2 separate regions of the Sus scrofa genome follow, and region 2 is linked to region 1. A link is a contact called in public Hi-C data. All regions are on one chromosome and are shown on one strand. The core of a region is the stretch at or near the end of the contact, and the rest is flanking DNA. Distances in the headings are between cores, read along the strand shown. Region 1 has its middle 300 kb from the start of TMEM135. Region 2 has its middle 440 kb from the start of TMEM135.

Region 1 (5,924 bases), core at 1,686-4,185:
CCAGAATTTAACATTGATAGTGAGAGAAACTGTTGCTCCTCTTCAGTGTGCACCCTTTTCATGACGTACACGTAAGGCATCGGATGCCTGTGGTCCTGGAGGATGTGCTCTGTGGCTTCGTGAGGGCCAGAGTCACCTTTTTCCAGGCTTCGCGTCAATGTGGCTTTCTCCACCAGGCGATCCCATCGTAGCATCTCAGACACACATGACGCCCTACTTTTGTTAAGCCTAAACACCAAACCCTTCAACATACTAAATGATTTATTTCTTTCGCGTCTACTGCCTCAGCATCTCCCCCTGCTACAGAGTAAGCCCCACAAAGATGGAAATCTTTGTTTCACTCACCGGGAATCCCCATCCACACTGTGAGTTGCTGTGTGGCCCCAGTGCCCGAGAGTTTCTGAAACACGGTAGGCATTTGGTAAATGGTTCCTGGGCTTCCTGACTGTAAGACTAGTCCACTGAAAAAATGTAAGGAATGTGGCCATATGACTTCCTTGTAGTGGTGAAGTAACCCATATCAATCGCAGACAGTTGTAAATTTTTTAGGGACTATTTCAGAGATATAGTATTATGACTGGTGATAAGGATTTCACTCGATTAGAGATTTTTTTCAGTATTGTCTTGAATGCTTTTACAGTGATTAAACAACCTTTTCAATGTGACAACAGAAGTAAGAATAGTGGGAAGTTAGAACTGCCAAAGATAAGAAAGCAAAGTCCCCCGAGCCTGAGATAAGACTGAAGAGTCATTTATCCTGGACAATTGCACAGATCCAGTGGGGCCAGAACCTTGTGTGCCTGGGCTTCTTTCCTGGACAGGCTGTTTTCCAGTTGGAGAAGCTGAGTAGGTGGTTTCCCCACCACCGGGTTGTGCCAGCGCTGCTCACAGGCCCACGTGAGCATCTGACCCTCCGGAAGTCACGGGCACCTCCCGCCATCCAGCCTCCTGCCTTCACACCCCAACTCAAGTCCACATTTTCTTTCTTTCTTTTTTTTTTTTTTTGCTTTTTAGGGCTGCACCTGTGCCATAGGGAAGTTCCCAGGCTAGGGGTCAAATTGGACCTGTAGCTGCTGGCCGACACCACAGCCACAAACATGGGATCCGAACGGCATCTGAGACCTACACCCCAGTTCACAGCAACACTGATCCTTAACCCATGGCGCGAGGCCAGTGATCGAACCTGCAAACTCATGGCTACTAGTCGGGTTTGTTACTGCTGAGCCAAAACAGGAACTTCCACATTTTCTTTGTTCTTCATCCCGTCTTTTTCCTGTAATGCTACAGAGTGCTCTATTTCTCCCAGGCCCGCTTTTCCCAGCTTTTGACATCTTACCTTCCTAAACGTGACCAAACAGAAAGGGCCTGAAGCATCTTCTCATTAAGGTTCATGCAGGTTGACCACCAAGGGAATGCGGCTGGACGCGATGCCAGGCCAAAGAGGGTCCTTTGCATGCAGCTCCCACCCAGGGAGATGGCAGAAGATCTGGGCCTTCCTCTGCAGATCCTGGCTGGCCCTGCCCTTGCTGACTGTGGGACCTGAGCCCAGCGCAAAGCCCACAGAGAGTTGAGAGGCTAAAAGAAGGTGGCTGGAAGAGGCACTGAGAGCAACGCTCTTACAATCCGTGGTGAACATTTCACTCAGTCCGAGCTCTCGGTAAGTGTTAGCAACCATTCTTTTCCATGTGCTGGTTCAGCAAACATTTAATGCATCTGTTTGTGGAGATTTGTCTTTGACAATATTCAATATAATTTTAACCTCTAATGGCAGAAGAATTTTCTAGGAAACCTAGTCTGACTTTTCATGGGTTTGGGGAGGTAAGTTATTGTAATGTAATGTCATGTAATGTAACATGTAACATAATATAATGTAATGTTGATTTTGTGGATTATTTTGCTTCATGGCTACTTGTTGTTTCCTGAACACATCCAAAAGGAGACTCGTTTCCTTCCCCCTCAAACCTGTTCTTTCTCTTCTGTTGCAAACTCCAGTGGCTTTTTTCTCCCGGTCACCTAGGCTGTATCTTCAATTTCTGCCTCTTCCTTGCCCACTGGCAGCCAAGTCCTAGAGATGCAAATTCTGCAATACCTTGCGTCTGTCCTCTCTCCATCCTTCCTCTCGCTCCCTGGTTGTGCTCTGGGAGGGAAGGGCTTTTTGAGAAACAGCACCCGGCACATCTAAGCCTGTCAATGTCTGTTGGATGTTGAGTGAATTGTCTTGCCATTTCCCCAACCAGCCTTTCAGTGGCTCGTTTCACCACCGGGAGTTAAGTGCAAGCCCAGCACCTAGCTTACATCATCCCTATGCTGTCCTTCACGTTCCACCTCTTCCTGCATCACCCCCTCCCACAAAATCCTACAGCTGCTGTTGCCTGGACCTTCTTAGTGTTTTCACTGGGCTTTGGCTGCCTGGCCAGTGCCTCTGCTCAGAATGTCCTTCCCTTTGTCACTAGCTGAATTATCTACATTTCACAGCCTCAGCGATGCCTCAACTTTAAGCTCAATTTTGATGTTTAGCAAGATGTCACCTCACCTCTGCTCCCATAGCTTATTGATTATTTTTGTCACCCTCTCTCTTGCATTTTGGTTAATTGTAAATATCTGAGCATATGAGTACCTTGAAGGAAAGGTACTTCTGGACCCCTGTGTGTCTAGCTCAGTGCATGGCAGGAAGGAAGTGCCTGATGGATGGTGGGGATTCTTGTTATTTTGATGTAGCTGTTACTCTTATGATTGTAATTAATATGGTTGTGACAACAAAGGACCGGCCTCCTCAAAACCTGGAGGGAGTATAGAATGGCACGAAAGACTAGGGGTATTAATGAGGTATTGCCATCACCACAGTCAGTGCAGTGGTCACCTTGGCCTCAGGGTCTGGTTCCCAGGGTTTTCTTGTCACGAGTCATGCCATATATGGCCACCAGGTGGCACCCGCGCTCCACGAGTGCTGGTCACAGCACTAACTAGGCAAGGGCTGCGGCTCCCCTTGGTGTCCAGCTACTGCCTAGGAAAGCCGGCGGGAGGGACCCGTGAGCCCCAAACCCAGCACACCACCCATTCCCCCCAACCCCGTTCGAGCTTCCTGAACCACAAGCTGACATTCGTCCCCACCGCGCCTCAGCGGGTCTCCACGTTCATCCCCAAAAGCCTTTCTGTGTTAACTTTGACTGATGCCCCTCTCTGGGCAGCCTGTCTGGCGGTCAGCAGGGCTGGCAGGAAGCCCTAGGATAGGTCGAGTCTCAGCCTGTGGACACGATGAACCATCAGCTCCCCGAGCACAAGCACGAGCCCCACCCACGACATCCACCCAGGGTCCTGGTGCGAGGGCAGCCTGGGGAGAGAAGATAGATGGCAGACTCTGGGGGCAGCTGACACGTGGGGAAGGGGCGGACCCCAGGAAGACCGCCTTGGACGCAGGAGTGTGGGAGCTCTTACCTGCCCGCAGGAGAGCGAGGAGCTGACACCAGCACCCACGGCTCCCTGGAGATGTTTGAGCTGTGCACTCTCCACCAAAGTGCATGTTGGGAAACCACAGCATCAATGGTCACATCGTTTCTTTCCAAACTCCAAGGAGAGCAAAGCAGTTTTTAGAACTTCAAACAAATCCCCCTCTGCACATATAGATGGACCTAGAGGGTAGGAGGGTATTACGCTAAGTGAAATCAATCCGAGGAAGACAAGTATCACATGGTCTCACTTACAAGTGGTAAAAAACAAAAGGAAGACACACTTACAGATAAAGAACAAATGAGTGGTTGCCAGAGGGGTGGGGATATGGGGGGGGTCGAGAAGTGGATTGAGAGCTATAAAACCTTTACTTATAAAACAAAGAAGCCCCAGGGATGTACTACCCAGCGCCAGGAATACAGTTAACAATACTGTAAAAACTGTGTACGGGGCACAGTTGGTTCCCAGCCTAATCGCGGTGGCCATTTCATAATGTGTGCAAACATCAAATCACTACGTGGTACACCTGAGACTAGCATAATACTGTATGTGGTCTACTGTATTTCAGTTTTCAAAATTCTCATTTGGAGTGTTCACGAATGGGAGAATTTGCTGCAGTTTGGGGGGAAGACGGACGGCTTTGCACCACAGTCAGGAACCCTTTTGAGGTGAACATTAAACATCCCTGTTCTTACAATTTCCTGGAAGGAAGCAGGCTCTGGGCTCAGGGTCTGGATTCTACCCAGCTCTGGGGGAACTTCACTGTCTAGACCTGGACTTACTCTTTTTTAAAATTTGTTTAATTAAAAAAAATTTTTTTTGCAGGTTTATTGAGGTATAATTGACAATTTTAAGAGATTTCAAGTGTACGACATGATTTAATATATGTCTACATTATGAAAGGATGCCCCCCCATCCAGTTACATCATGTCACACATTTACCTTAATAGGATACAGTATGTTATCGGTTTTAGTTACCATGTTATACATTAGATCCTCACACTTTACTCATCTTATATTTGAAAGTTTGTACCTTTTTATAAGCCTCTCCTCACTTCCCCCACGCCCAGCCACTCCCAGCCTGGGCTTACGCTTTATTTTTTTTTCTCTCTTTAGGGCCACATCTCTGGCACATGGAGGTTCCCAGGCTAGGGGTTGCATTGGGGCCACAGCTGCTGGCCTCCACCACAGCCACAGCAACGCAGGATCCGAGACGCCTCTGCAACCTACACCACAGCTCACAGCAACACTGGATCCTTAACCCACCGAGTGAGGCCAGGGTGGAACCTGCAACCTCATGGTTCCTAGTCAGATTCATCTCCACTGCGCCACGATGGGAACTCCAGCCTAGGTTTACTCTTAATCCTCTCCCCTGCTCCCTCTCCTTCCCCTCGCCTCCCCTCTGTGCCATCCCCTCCCTCTCCAGAGCAACGGTGAAGCTGTCTTTCAGCCCACTTCACGCAGTGGCTTTGCAGCTGAGTTCCTGTCCATCTCACCCTCTACCCCAAGCTGGTTGTCAAAGTATTTTCTCCAAACAAAAGCAGTTCCCTCCCAGAGAGAAGAGGACGTCTGGGGCCAGTGGTCCAGAGGACAACCTTCTCACCTCCTGACATTGACTGACAGGAGCCCAGACGTGTTCGCAACAGCTTTGACCTTGGGAACAGATTTGAGCTCGGAAAATTAACCTCTGTATTTTGTTAAAAATGAAATGATAAAGAAAACTCATGAATGAAGGGGAGGGAAGGGGATAGGATTCTCCCAGAAATCCAAGCGGCCCTTTGTAGTCGCTGAGACTAAACGGGAAGCAAGTGTGCACCTGCTCAGCCTAACGCCTGACCCCCAGTCCTCCCAGAGCCAGAGCCCAGCGGTGTGCAGAGGCCTGCTGGAGGCTGAGCCCCTGCAAGCCAAGGTTCCCAGAGGGAACGGAGGTCAGGGCTCACTCAGAGACACAGGGGTGATGGGGGAGCTAGAGTCAGGGAGGCTGGGAGCGAGACCCACTGGGATGGGCCATCACCTCCTGCACCCCCCATCCCCCACCCTACCACCCCTGCCCTCCGCCCGCAGCATCTGGGCAGGGCTGCAAGCCATGCCTCACTCCTCCCACTGTGATGCACCGGGCAAGCACAGAGTGACTCTCAGTGACCCCAGCAGGCCGAGGTGGAGAGCACCTCTTCTGCATCTCTGCAGCTGGCTTATTCCACCCTATCATTGTCACAGTGGGTGTGGGCTTGCCTCCTCCCCCACTAGATGGCACCCTCCTGCCAGCAGGCACCAGGCCCAGTTTATTGCTGTGCACCTGGTACCCAGAAGGTATGGAAAGAAGGAAGCAAGGAATGACTGGATCCCTGGCCCAGGGTCCTGGGTCTGATTTCTAGTTTCTACACTGACTTATTCTGAGGCTTCTGGGAAGCCTCAAACCTCCTCTAAAACTTCACTTTTCTTAGAACAGAAAGGTCATTTTTTTTCTTTCTTTTTAG
Region 2 (5,924 bases), core at 1,400-3,899, 140 kb after region 1:
GGGTTCCAAGCCAATGGATAAAAAAGAGATTAGCTTTTGTCTTCATAAATGACAGAAGATGCTTTGAAGGGGAAAAAAAATCACCAAAGATGGACAGTATTATGTAGCCAAAATATTTTCAAATTTAATTTCTGAACCATGATCATGGTCACTGAGACCTTTTAAAAAACATAGCAAGGGCACCTTGCATTGTCTTCTGGTTTTATAGTACCCCTTCCAATCAAGCTTACCTATTTTGTAAATCTGTGCTGTAGAGTGAAGATTCAAGTTTATCATCCAGAGCCTGAGGCACTATTAGATCCTAAATGCAAAATGAGAATTCAATTATGTTCTCTCCATCCTATTTACTAAAGCAGAAAATTGGAATTATTAGTCTTGGAAAAGCGTTTCTCACTTGTGGGTGGGGAGGGGAAACAGGGCTACAGAGCACATCACACTCTCCCAGAGGGTTATGAAAATATGTACTTAGTATTACATAAATTTTAAAATTGAGAGACCACAAAAAGCCATTATTTTTATTATAAACTACAACAGAAAAGCTGAAAGAAATGTTTTTCATATAAAAAAATAAACATTCCTCTGTCTCTCAGGGATTCAATTAGAGGATAAGAGCAAGGCCTCTGGACACATGCAGGGAAGGGGAAGCGTTTTTTATGTTCAGCAAGCAAGTACATAGATTAAAAAACATTGAGAAGCATGGGCCCACAACAAGGCCCATATGATAAGATACAAGATATAAGATATAGATATAAGAGTGCCATATTTACCCTTCACTTATTTGGAAAATTCAATCAAATGGAGACTTCCTATCCATTTTAACAGAAGATCAACTGTACCTAGTTGATTTTTTTTTTCTTTTTTTTGCATTGTTTTTGGTAGTATATAGACCTGACCTTCATGATAATGGTCTGTTTGAAGCCAAAGGGATTCTTTATGGCACTGCAGTTCTTCCACCGCTGGGGGCAGTTTGTCGGTACAAAAGAAAGAGGAATTACTGAGCACAGATGTCCTTTTTGATTTGATTCTTAGCAAAATGGGGTAATGGACTGCTCACTAATGCATGGAATCTGTAACAAGTCTTCTTTTGCTTTGCTTGCAAGTAAGAAATGTCTTTTCTCTCTTCATTTCTCACTAAGCTTGTTTGGAGAAGTAATGACATTAAGGAATTCTCCGTGTTAAATTTGTCCCTGCTTCCAAATCTGGCACTGTTCAAGGTTATAAAACCATTCAAAAATTTGAGAAAAGGAAGAAAAGTAAGTCATGTAATTATCCGATAGTTTGAAGAATAGTGGTTTCAGCTATGTTTTCCTTAAAACTCCAAGATCCTACACTACAGTTTAAATGCAGAATCCCTAACTTATGCTTAATCATTCAAGAATTTTCATCAGCCAAGTTTGTAGGCAAATGTTATATTCTCTTTAAGAATCATATCTTTCTTTCTCTTTTATTTTACCCTTTTAAATCTCAAGAGTGTGCTTTTAATAAAAACACTTCTAAATGTCCTTTCGATGACTATGTCTGCTGTATTTGGCAGAAATGTGTCCTCTGAAATGCATGTAGAACCATACGGTAGTCCTTCCATTAAAAGCAGCAGGAACACTGTACTTATTTAGGAGGGTTCTGTGTTCATTCCTGAGTTTCTCAACTTAGAAAGGATTTGGAGAAATACAGAGGAGGCCAAAAAAATCAATAAAGAATTGAAAGGATCTGATTTCAAATGCATATACACTTAGGGAAGAACAAGCGGCTAACAAAGGTGCCATACGAAGATCTAGACCAGTACTTGTCACTAGCATTCTGAGCGACGCTACCAGCTCTTTCATGAGAAATGGCCACTTCAATGAATAGTTTGGTTATTGATAACCATCCTGGCATAGTAATGGCTCCCACAAATATTCCTAACGCTTCCTGTGCCAGGCATTGTGACATGAAAATGCAGGGCTAGACATCACATCACAGTATGACTGTGTCCTCCTGGGCCTGACCCTGGAACTGTGTGGGCAAGACTTCCTGGAAGGAGCTAGAAGCTTGTCTGTGGAATGTTCTTCCCATCATCAGACGTGTAATGTTGCAAATAGAGGATTCAGTTCTCACTAATGCCTACTCATGACCATTAATAATAGAAAAACAATTATTTGATCAACCATGCTAGACAAGGTGTTCTTTTTTTTTTTCCACGAAGAATAACACGATAAAATTGTCATATGAAGAGGCAATCGAAGAGTAAGTAAATAGAAAAAGCATGTAGAAAGAAAGTATAATGGAGGGGGATCAGTCATAGTAAACACGTTATTTTCCTGGATTTGCTGATGTTTGTGGTGTTTGTCAGCTTTTTAAAATTTGCCATTTACTGGAATTTCTTGAAAGTTTTCCAAAATTCAAAATAGTTTAAACTTTGTCCCCAATTTTCTATTTACATATTTTTTAAATTCTTTTCACTCAGAATGACCCTTGAAATTGTGTAAGATCCAGGACTCCTCAAACTTGGATTTGTAACTATAAATTACGTTCTCCTAGTTTATAATGCCAAACCCCACACTTTTTGTCTGTCTTGATGTGTGTGCAAAGGTTTGAAACACACCCTGAGGAAGGCATTTCTCAAGTGTCTCTGGACAGCTCATCTGTTCTGTCGGCATCCTCACTGTTTGCACAATTTTCCATTACTAAGTCCTGGGCCTTGACAGGGCTCATGATTAAGTGGCTCATCCAATATTTGGTCTTCAGTGCTGTCCAAAAGGATTAATTCAACACAATTTATAAGGTGGAAATAAATCTTGTTAATTCAAATGAGCCTAAATAAAAGTAAATCTTTCCTGCTCTTAGAGACAATAACTATGAACAAAATAAAATGAAAAAGAATGTAGGGACTGTCCCTCAGTTAATGAAAGGAGTAGTCTTGTTTGCTTTGGTTACTGATGTGTTTCCATGGAGTCTTATCTTAACTATCATTTGAAATATATTTAGCTACAACAACAAGAAAATAGAGAACACAATTCATCATGTAGCTGCGGTTAGCCCTCAGAACATAATGGAGCCACAGTACTTTGGTTCCCAGTGAGTGATTTCTCTTTGGAGCTTGCTGAGAACTCAGATTCTCTTAGTACAGATATCAATCTTAATTGAATAGACATGATGACAAAACACAGACAATAGAACAGAGGGGAAAGGGCAGCTAAAGAGCTCTGCTTGAGTGAATTTCAACTCAACACAAGCTGGAGAGGAGAAGCCAGTGAGGCAACAGATCCATTGTCATGGATCTCAGGGGTGACAGAAATAGTGCTCTTTCACAAATGCTGGCCTCTGGAAGTTGTGACCTCAGATCAGAATTCTGAGTTCTTCTGTGCCGTGCACCTAGGGCCTTGCAACACCCACGAGCCCACCTGTGCTGTGAACGCATTATTAGGACAGCAGCTTCCTCTTTGATGTCCAAAGCCTATTCAAAGAATCTTTGAGTCCTTCCCACCTCTCTCTTCACTCAAAACTTAACTTCATTTCTTTGTACCATTACTGTTTTCGTGCTTGTGCTGTATTGGTTATCACAGTGCCTGCTGTTACCTAGGTACTCAAACATTTGTTGAATAAATGATCATGGTCTCCTTATATTAATGATAGCAAAATCTGTTATTGGTGAAGGTGAAGAAAATTATATAACACAGTAACAGTAGGTACCACATATTGAAAGGCAAACATCTTTTACACATTGTCTTTTTGAATTTTCACAGACTTTTTTTCAAGGTAATTGTAACATTTCAGAATGCTGAAACTCAGAAATTAGGTAATATATCAAAAATTATACAGCTAAGCTCTCTTTTGGAAGGGATGGGAAATCTAAGAACGATGTTATTTCTGTATTCATAATCTACAGAATAAAATTGTTTTGTATATCACATAAGCGTACTGTATTTAATACATCATACATGTATATGTGTGCATGTATATGCATCTATTCTGTTTCTTTTACCATAATATGAGCTCAATGAAGGGAGAGATAGCTCCTATTTCATATTTTCAAATATTTTTGGAATCCACTAGTCTAGTAAATTCATCAATGGACCTTTGTTTTTGCTTGAAAAATCTGTGTGGACATTTTATCACGTGGGTGCTTGAGACCAGCAGAATGTGCAGGTGCCCTGATTTGAGGCGGGTCAGTTAAATTATATTTAAAGAATTTAATGTCAAGCATTTAATGTCCAGTAATGTGCAGAAAGATACCAGAATAGAAATGCTAAGCCTCTTATTTCCAGTGGGAAAGTATGCATAAATTAACTTTGTCATTGGAAAGGAATGGGCTCATTAAATAGGTTATAGCTTTGCAACTGACTGTCTATCCATGTACCCAATAGTTAGGTTCTTTTTGTCTTTTTTTTTTTTTTTTTTTTTGCCATTTCTAGGGCCACACCCACGGCCCTAGAGGTTCGCAGGCTAGGGGTCTAATTGGAGCTGTAGCCAACGGCCTACACCAGAGCCATAGCAACACAGGATCCTAGCCGTGTCTGCAACCTACACCACAGCTCACAGCAACACTGGATCCTTAACTCACTGAGCAAGGCTAGGGATCGAACCCGCAACCTCATGGTTCCTAGTTGGATTTGTTAACCACTGAGCCATGATGGGAACTCCTCAATGGTTAGGTTCTTAAAAAGCATCTTTATTTTAGCAGAAGTTTCCCTGAAAACAGAGCCTGAGTAAAACGCGTGATCCTAGGAGCAGAAGTGAGAGAGAAAGGGAATGAAGAGAGAAAGAAAGCCAATACAATGAAGCTAATACAATGGCCACTGTTACTCGTGACTGGTTGCTTAATCCTGTGGGAGAAATTATGTCTAAAAACCATCCACGGAGAAAGGAGAAACCTCTATCTATTAACTTCTCTCTCCACTGGTCAAGGATGGCCGATGTGATGTTAAATCCCCTGCTTCTGGATTGTGATAAGATGAAGCAAGGGGTAGGGTACAGTGAGCTTGGGAGTGGGTGGGGGGGAGAGGGGGGAGTTCCCCAGGGATGAAAAAACCAGGTGGTTGCAGCAGTGGCTGGAATGAGGGCTGAAGCTGAAAAGATTTTTAGTGGCACTCAAGAAGTGTCAGATACACTTGGGTAATTAAAAATGCTTTTAGCAAGACTGATTTACATTTAAGAAATAAAGAAAAAGCACGTGATAGTGAGTAGATTAAAACATGTTCTTTTTTTATCATTACATTAATATGAACAAATCACTAGCTTATGGGGAAGAAGTAAATATAAAAATAGTATTATTCAAAATTTTCTAATAATGTCCAGTTGATCCAGATGACAACAGCATAAATATATTAGCGATGTCAATCTCTATTTTACATATTAAAATAATTTTTGAATATGAACTTTTTGTCACAAGCAATGACAGGTTCAGACCAATGATGTCCTGAACTTGATGCTTTTGTTAATATTGGCTATATCGCCAACTCTTGTAGACAATACATTCATCTGATGTGGGCAACAACTTTGCTCTTACTGAAGTGAAAGCTGACAGGCTCTTGCTGCTTCTTTATCCCTGGAATGTTAACTGATGTTTTCCAGTCTAATATGTTTAACTTAAAACCTAATATTTTATTATACATTAAAATAAAACACTGGAGATACATGTGCATTTATAATCTATGTATATCTGAACCTTGTAGAGTAACATGAAAACTGGGGATGCTTTTGAAGGTGAGAAAATCACTTTTCATTATGCTATGCATGTGTTATGCTGTTTTTATTTCATGACTTAGCAGCCTTCTTTAACAACACTGCTTTCTAATATAGTCTAGTGACGGAAATAAACTTCCTAGAGATCTCCACGATTCACTTTTGGATGGGAATCCTGATTTACCATTATAAGATCTTGTTTAAGACTGGGCACTTGGTATACTAGATGGAACCTACCATAAAACTATTAGACCTGGAGAGGT

Evidence for each region. Hi-C and Micro-C count contacts between places; a contact is called where the count stands out from the background.
Region 2: a contact with region 1 is called in a Hi-C map of omental adipose tissue, with 1.9 times the contacts expected there. The contact joins two enhancer-like sites. A contact is called at or near these places in 3 of 47 Hi-C or Micro-C datasets (embryonic fibroblasts, omental adipose tissue and skeletal muscle) and 1 of 2 datasets of contacts at active chromatin or transcription factors (skeletal muscle).

What each region holds. Positions count from the first base shown.
Region 1 is chr9:21,037,321-21,043,244 of Sscrofa11.1, forward strand. No RefSeq gene overlaps it. Among named protein-coding and RNA genes, the nearest start is that of TMEM135, 300 kb to the left of the region's middle. Within about 2 kb of position 2,936, at least 10 of the 83 cell types and tissues checked have an H3K27ac peak or open chromatin away from gene starts, as enhancers often do. A contact at or near this core is called in omental adipose tissue, where this site is marked.
Region 2 is chr9:21,182,317-21,188,240 of Sscrofa11.1, forward strand. No RefSeq gene overlaps it. Among named protein-coding and RNA genes, the nearest start is that of TMEM135, 440 kb to the left of the region's middle. Within about 2 kb of position 2,650, at least 17 of the 83 cell types and tissues checked have an H3K27ac peak or open chromatin away from gene starts, as enhancers often do. A contact at or near this core is called in omental adipose tissue, where this site is marked.